2 separate regions of the Anas platyrhynchos genome follow, and region 1 is linked to region 2. A link is a contact called in public Hi-C data. All regions are on one chromosome and are shown on one strand. The core of a region is the stretch at or near the end of the contact, and the rest is flanking DNA. Distances in the headings are between cores, read along the strand shown.

Region 1 (4,333 bases), core at 1,067-3,566, 180 kb before region 2:
GTGATGGTAGACTTCCATTCTGAGGTTCCCTCATAAAAGCTTTCATATCATCCCACTGGGAATTCTCCCTTTTCTTCCTAGCTCTACTTTGCTTGCTGTTTTTCAAGATCCGTATCCCTGCCTTTGTCCAGCCAGCTCAGAAATTCCACTTCTCATCTTTTTGTCTAACAGTAACAACTTCCCACCTCACCATCTAGGCACAGGTATTTTTCTCTTCTTCCCTCCCATCAATGTCTCACACTCACTGAGCTCATTGACATGCTTTTGTCCTTGTTGTTCTCAAAATCTTGTTATTTTCCCATGTCTAGCTTCCATTCCCAAGCTGCCTGCAAGCACAAAAGATGCATTTCTCCCATCATTTCAAGTGTCCAGATGCAGTCCACTTTATCACAGCTGCAGTTATAAGGACAGTGGAGAATGACCTGCTGTTATATAGAGATAATTTCACTGGAGCTAGGAACGGCTTGAAGGGATGCAGAAAATCTTTCAAGATTTGCACTGACCCCACTCTACTGAGCTCAAGTGAACCAAGTTCTTTCAAAGGCTTCCAGAGAGCAAATATAGCTAGATTTCAACAAGCACAGCAAAAGGCAAACTCTGAGGCAAGACCATTCTCAATATTCAATTCCAAGACTGAACTTGAGGGTCAAGGATTCTAAAATATCTGTAGAAATATTGAAAATAATTTAATTAAATTCAATCTTACCAGCTTTACCAGCACAATTTGTTTGCTTCTTTTCAATCCTGCCATGTTTAAGAGGCAATGATTAATTGGTGAATTCCAAATTGGAAGTTTCCAGCATTCAGTAGAAGGCACGCAGATGTAATCTGCTTCTACAGCCTATTTTCTGCTTTGCACTCAGCCCACTATACTATGAAAAATGGTAGATCAGTTTCTGTACTCAGCTCAGGCTTATACCACAAGAGTGGCTGAATCAGTGACACAAGAGCAGTCAGCAAGGAGGATCAAAGCATATGGTATAAAGACATGCAGAACATGTACATGCCTGACAGTTTCCTAGCCTCCAACTATTCCTACTTTTGACACCTCATGAGTCAAAGGTGGTGTCTTTGTACTGATGTTTCATAGATTTACATGAATTTGCCTACCTGCTTTTGAGTTTTTCTTTAATAAGCTCATTAAATGGAAATATAAATGTTTCTTGGCATGTGGCTATCAATCATGTGGTTTGGAGAACAACAAACGGAAACTCACGAGAAGCAAGTCTTTGCCCAGTTCATCAATATCTGGTACAAATTTTTCAATAGGTTGTGCAGGTCTGGAAGCGAAAGCATTTCTTGGAAGGGCAACATCATTAGGCCAGTCCTCTTCTTCTGGGAGTCCAATTACACTGTGAAAGGCAAAACATAATGTCAGCTCTGGACATTTACACAGTCTTCCCTTTGTATTGAATATACTGAGTAGCAGTTTACTTTATGAGTAAGTCTTTTGGTTTAAATGAGATTAGTTGTACAGTAAGGCACTGATCACTGTGAATAGAGGGTGATGAGTGTAGGCCTTCAATGTAGAAATCATTCTGTGGCCAGCACAGTTTTCTGGCCTAGGTCTCAATTTTATGAGTCTTTTTGTTGAAAAAAGACTGAGTGCTTTGGAAGAAATTTGCTCAGCTCTTGACTGGATGGTGCAACATATGTCACTCCAGGATGATTAAAAGCAGTAAGTTTCAAAGGGGAATTGCATGCAAGGACCTTTATTCACAAGAATAGGGATTGAGAGAAGAGTATGGGTCAAGATGAGGGTAAGGCAATAAAAGGGATGTTTCATAATGCTTCAAAGCTATGTGCAGGAATTGTTGCCTAAAGTTAAACAATTTATTTGCTTCACAATACAGGTTTCAAAGTCTCAGTTCAGAAGTGGCACAGGACTCTAGTTCTTTATATCTTTACTTTCCATTGTATTTTAGTTGTTTTTTACCCTTTAATAAAATATTTGAATTTATTTTTATAATTTCTGTCTTTATTACTTTAAACTATAGAAGGTATTTAAACTCATTAAATAAGTATGCTAAGATTGCAAAACCCAAATAAATGAAATAGTAGGTAAACCTCTAATGTTGGATCATGTCACATACATTTCATGTTTTAGTTTGATTTTAATGTTTGTAGTGGTGAAATGCCAATTTCTGATGGAAATTATAGAAAAGACCACACAGTACTTGTCAGATTTTATGGAAAATCAATCTTTACAGCCTGTAAAGTTGAGATTTTTAGTTGAAATGCTGACAGGGTAAGAGGAGAAGGAACCATAAATACTTGGGTCTGCACTAAGCCCAATGCCACTAGGGAGCAGCATTGACCTTTCTTCTTACTGAGGCTGGTAAGACTGGGTGAAGCCTAGGGTCAAAAACTTTGATGTAAGTCGTATGTTACCTCACTGAATTTGGTAGAATTACACCTCTGTCTACATAGGTTTTAGATTGTAATTTGGCTCAGCTAAAAAAAAACAAAAACAAACAACACTGCATGACTAGAAGGGCAAAGCAATTAAAATCTCAGGACAATTTCACTTTAGTACATCAGAAAACACCACAACTCTTGGGAAAAGATGAGTTAAAACTGTACGAAAAATTAAATTATTATTATTTTTTATAACCACAGGTATGTCAGGAGTATGGGGCAATGCTCTTTGCCACAGTGGTTAAAGCTATGTGATTAGCTGTTCAAGGATCTGAACCTGTATTAAATGTAACACAAATAGCACCATAAGAGGATGGGGGAGTTAAATATTTTAAATAACCGTGACATTTAGCCTGCCATTCAAAAGTGTTTGGTTAGTCCCATTTTTTTAATGTTTGCATGAGAGAGCGTGAAGAGGGCAGAATAAGCACAGGCAAAACTAACAAAAAGAAATGAGGAGGCAGCCTGTCAGGCAGGTAGGGTGGAGAAGACCAAGAGTGGAAAGGAAAGATATTTTTAGTTACACACTCACGTAGTATTCAAAACTCTTAATAATGAATGTCTGAGTAGATGCCCTCACTCTGGTCTGGTAGCACTACCATTTCAGTGACTAAGTTTGGGAGTATCTTGGATGAGTTTCACCTCCTGCCAAAGGTTCAGGCCTGGTCTTGAGAAATGCTGAGTACTTTCCACTCCCATTGATCACAATGAGAGACAAGTCTGCTCACACCATTGCGGCATTTACCCTGAAATCTGTGAGGACATCCCACACGCTGACGGTGTCCTGGAAAAGCAGGAAATTGTTTTGGGCCACCTCCTAGGGATTTACCCTCAAACGCAGTGGAATTTTACCTGACGCAGATCAGAACGCACATGTAAAACAAAGGTAGACCACAGCCCGATTATCTGAAAGAATACATCAGTCCAGCATGCATGAAAATCCTGAAACTACTTTCTGTCCAAATTAGTCTGGAGAATGACTCACTACTGTAGAAAGAAACAATCCTCCTACAAGAAGAACTATGCCTAACTGTAGGGGGTTCTCCAGCTGTGAAAACACAAAATAAACACTATTTAGCATACCCCCCCCTCACCCCCAAACCCAAGCAAGAGACTTTTGAACTATTTAAGGAGAACTGCACAAAAAGAAACAAAAGCAAACTTTCTCTTTAAATAAACGTGTAATAAGGAATTTATTCTAAAATTAGCACGGCATTTTCTTTTCTTGATGAATTCTTTTCTGCACAGGTAATCTCGCCCCCTAGGGATGAAAAGATCCCATCGGAGGTTGCTGCTATCAACCCCATTTAATCCTATCCCAATTAATTTGGATTTTTCTCCTTTAATGTAATAAACAAATAAAAATCCTTTAAATAAACCACGGCTATGTCTTTATTATTATTGTTATTATTATTAAAAATATGTTGCATGTATCCAAACTGTCTTTGTTTAATAAAGCAGAATTTTGTAAGACTAAAAGAGTAGCTTTGGCAGAAGAAGAAAAAGTAAACTTTAAGGACTGATTTTTCTGGATTGTGCAGGAAGAGCTATTCAGCGCATGACAAATTAACCACGCAAGTGAGTCACATACACTGGTATGGTATGCAGGAAAAGGAAGTCAACTGTGTGAAATCAAGACCTGCAATTTAGGAACCTCATATTAAATAATGAAAATCCTTAGAAACAAATCTGTTATGATTTGTGAACTGGAAACATGGCTAAACAAAGAAATTCATTATTTATTCCAATTAAGCTCTTTTCCCTAGAAATTTTACTATCTTGTCTCTGAAATAAGTTTGAAAGAGTAATGTTTCAGCCTTCTCTCTCTCTCTCTCTCCGTTTCTGCTTTCATGCAGATCCCTAGATTCCTGCAGCCCCCCCATATAAAAGGGAAGACAGAGGTAGGTAAACGAGC
Region 2 (4,172 bases), core at 128-2,627:
GTGTAGCTGCAGAGTTAGGATCTCATTTGGATTATGGAGACAAGGTAGGACAGCAAATATACATAGATGGCTGCAATGGATGGGTGCAGGCTTTTTAGGAAAGACAGGTCACAGAGGACGAGGAGAAGCGGCTGTGCTTGATGCAAAGTACTGCTTTTGATGCATGGAGTTTTTCAAGGGAATTGTGGAGAACTTACAGGTCAGGATGAATCCCTATCAGTACCTACCCAAGGAGAACACTTGTTGTAAAGACTCTCTGATTAAGCTTCCTAGTATTTTATTAAAATATTGGTTTGGAAAAATTGAGAGGAAAAGGGTATGCATATTTAGTTCTACTTTGCCACACACATACCTGTCTCCCTTTACTGTTTCCTTTCTATTAATTCCTTTTTTAATCTCAGTTCTTGTACACTGTTCAAGTACAAATAAAACAGTTCTGTGCTACTCTTGCAGAAATGCAGGTGTTACACCTGTAATGAAAAGTAATACTGAAATACCTGTGTGTGATGCCTAATCATTATATTACTAGTGAAACATACACAGATGCAAGACATCATAAACCCAGAATTTTTCTAGTGAGATACAGCAATGTTATATGAAAACTTTTGCCTTGACTTTGTCCAGATGGAACTTCTTGAAGATACACAGAAAGCAAAGTGTGCATAGAGGCTACCCAACGTTTAAGAGAGGCAGAATTGCATAGTATTTTATAATGAATCTCAAATCTTAGGAGAAGTACTGTGTGCTGCTCTCTTCCCAGAATATTAGAAGAGGGAAGTGTTCTGAGGAACTGTCAAAGTTCCAGTAAGAAAAAGGCTGAAAACTTCTGAAATTAACAGTGGAACAGAAAGAGATCTTTCTATTTCATCACCTAGATACGCAATATCTCAGAAATCTCAGCTGAGATATACACAGAATAATGTATGTTTCCCTTTTGATCTCACTTCAGCGCAGTATTAACTTACTATTTCATGCTGTCCACCCATCTCTTCCCTTAGTGAGAATGCATGGTACAGCAGCAAGTGACAATTTTACAACTGAATAGAAGGAAAGCCATCACTTCAGATACTGTTTAAAAATGTGAGATCCACGTGTTATGTGTCCACACACATGCCATGCAACATATGGTTCATGAATAGTCACTGCAAGAGTAATCAAGAGGTTTGTCATAAGGCAAAGACAAAAAAAAAAAAAGGAAATGTGTTGCTATAGCCACATGCAAGCTGAAATATGTGTATGGTTTTCACTTCACTTTGAGCTAGCCTCACTCTGAACTGCTGCAGAGAAGGGATTCCAAGAACTCAAGCATCTATTGACAGTAGTATCAGGAAGCTTAGTTTGTCAGTGGTGGATCGAGCTTGCTACTTCTGTTCCTCTAGCGTGCACCAGTGGAAGTACTTTAACAGCACTGTGCATCAATGTAGAGCACTATGGTGACTAACACTGCACATTTACACCAATCTTTTCCAGATGTAGTATCTTTACCACTCCTGGCTACACGTCTTTGAACTTCTTGGATACATGGATAGACAAAACCACTGTAACTGTCACTGCATAGCCTCTGAAAAAGGAAGAACATTGTGTCAGAAATACAGGGTGAGTGCAGGCTGGAATTGGTAAGGTTTCTACACAACCTGTACCTTAGCTGAAAATCAGGCCTATTTATTTTCATTTTATTTTATTTCAGCTGTTGCTCTGACCTGGACAAATGTATTATTATTTTTTTTTTTTCCCAGCAAAATTTTTTGAAAAAAAATTGAAAAGAAATTGGAAATTGGAAAGAAAAAAAGTGTCAAGAATGGGAGGAAAGAAAGAAATGAGAATTAAAACAATAAATGGAAAAAAGAGAAATAAAAGAGAAAAAAAAAAAGAGAAATAAAGAAAAATTAAAAAGAGAAAAAAATAAGAAAAAAAAGTAAGAGAAATAAAGACAAATAAAAAAGGAAATAAAAGCAAAAATAAAGCTTCAAAAAATTGAATTAGAAAATAGAGAGGGGGATACTGAGAAGAGAGAATAAAGGAGAAGGAAAAAGAATGAAATGTCATACAGCATTTGTTTAATTTAAAACTGCATTTAATTAAATCTCTGAAGTCCCACTTTAAAATTCATATCTATTTAAATCTTTGCTGTGCTGTTGCTCTGTACATGCAAACCCACAGTTCTTGGATCCCAAATGAAAATCTAGTGATATAAACTAGTGTTAACCTATTCCAAATGTACAGGAGCAAAAAGGGCTACATGAAGGAAGTTTAACTAGTGAGGAAAAGGCAGAACACAGAATTTTATTCCACCGAAAATATTTTCTTCACTAGAAGAAAAATGCGGCATCTGTAATAAGAGCTAAGTATGTATCACTTAAAGAGTCTGTCTGAAAGTGAACTGATACCACATATAAATAAGCTGCTTATCAGTCTTCTCTAAGCAGTTCCATTCTAGCATTGTACATTCTAGCATTGTACAATCTCAAGGCAACTAAAATCTTGCAGAAATTGACATCTATGCAAAAATCATAAACAAAATGTATCAATTAAATAATTGTCGAATTTAGAAGCATAATGGAGAAACGTATCTTCACAATGACAATAAGAAATATGATTTTTTTTCTGGACAATCACAAAATCACAGAATCTAAAACAGAATTTATGAACTGAAATAAGAGTAGCAGAGGTAAGTTATGGATGCTCCAAAAACTTTTTTTTTTTTTTTCCCAGATTGCAGCTGTCAAAAAAATGTTCTTCATAAGAAAAGATCTGTTTCATTTTCTTTTGTGTGTTTTTTTTTTTTTTTTTTTTTTGTACTGCAATTAAAAAAACAATAATGTAATTGGGCAAGTAAAGAAATTTGAAGGAAACAGTCCAGAAGCAACTAATACTGTGAAAAGGACGTATTCAATTAAACTAAAACTAAATTACTAGTATGAGTGGAGAGTTTCAAGTGTTTTGAATAACCATATTTTCTCTAAGTATTATCTCAAATTAGTTTCTTCTGGGTTTGAGCTCCACTTGCTCACACATGACAAAAACTATCTGTAGCACATCTTGTACATCTGAAAAGCACCAGGAAATACAGCTGCAAAGGAGAAATAAGAATCAGAATAAAACAAAATTCACTTTGGTGTCATCTTTGGTTATGACAAACATACATGTAGTCCTTGAATGAGAGAGAAGATGTGTGGGCCTTTTATGGCTGATGACTGAAGATAAATTCCTAAGAAGTCTGCTCTTAATTGCCCCATAAGACACTATTGACTATAAAGACAGTTTAACCTTTCAATTTAGAAAAGCAGGCAATTGGAATCGATCCCAATATTGAATAATAATCAATGTATATAGTTGATGATGATGGTTCCCTATACTGTACAGAGGGCACAACAAGTGCCAAACCCATTTGGAGACATTTCCTGTGCACCATACCAACTGCAGACGTGGTCGGGCTGCTTCTTGGAATTGCCTGTGGCCAAGGTCAGATATTGCAAGGTGCTCAGGTCAGCTTTTCCTGAAGTCAGCAGTAGCTGCAGATGCACAACATCTCAGAAAGGTATATCTTAAAAGACCATACATGAGCAGGTGTCACTGAACATATCTGCAATATGCTTAGAGAAGTAGGTGGTGATGGCACCTGTTCTTTTAGAATATGACTAATGGATTTATTTCCATACATCAAAGCAATACCTGGGATCCCAATGGGGGAGAAGGACCCATATGCTGTTATACAGACCCAGCACAGAATGATGGATCCTCATTTCCTTGAGGAAACTTCAAATTTGAGGATGGTGTTTCTGTGAGTTATGTGTAAACTTAATTTTTAACTAACAGTTGCATGGTGCAGTAAATTCATTACCTATTCAGGTAAATGCAGGTAACTGTTGTTCTAGGTCAACCAGACATGAAAAACTCTGATTCTGAAACAATCGCTATGATGCTGAGATCCCCTTAAATGAGCTCTGGTTCATAGCAAGAGAAATGTGATTACAAGGCTTCTGGCTCAGACAGAGCTGGCTTGCCCTTGGGCAGCTCAGGGCACCAAGTGGCCACACAGTTATCTCTGTTTGTCTATGCAGATATGTCCTGCAGATATCTGTTTCAAGTTTCAGACGTTCTTTATTTTCTTTGGGTAGGAGGTTAAGGTAGCCTAAAAATCCCCAGGACCTGGAAAAATTGTGGGTTTGTAG

What was found. A called contact is a pair of places that touch in the nucleus more often than the background predicts.
Region 1: a contact with region 2 is called in a Hi-C map of liver, with 3 times the contacts expected there. The contact joins two enhancer-like sites. A contact is called at or near these places in 4 of 8 Hi-C or Micro-C datasets (F5 follicle, liver, skeletal muscle and 1 more).

What each region holds. Positions count from the first base shown.
Region 1 is chr2:135,181,889-135,186,221 of IASCAAS_PekinDuck_T2T, reverse strand. It overlaps CDK6 (cyclin dependent kinase 6), which reads right to left. Exons shown (of 8, transcript XM_027450782.3): 7 at 1,217-1,352. Among named protein-coding and RNA genes, the nearest start is that of FAM133B, 22 kb to the left of the region's middle. Within about 2 kb of position 2,316, at least 4 of the 8 cell types and tissues checked have an H3K27ac peak or open chromatin away from gene starts, as enhancers often do.
Region 2 is chr2:134,997,831-135,002,002 of IASCAAS_PekinDuck_T2T, reverse strand. No RefSeq gene overlaps it. Among named protein-coding and RNA genes, the nearest start is that of CDK6, 60 kb to the left of the region's middle. Within about 2 kb of position 1,377, at least 1 of the 8 cell types and tissues checked has an H3K27ac peak or open chromatin away from gene starts, as enhancers often do.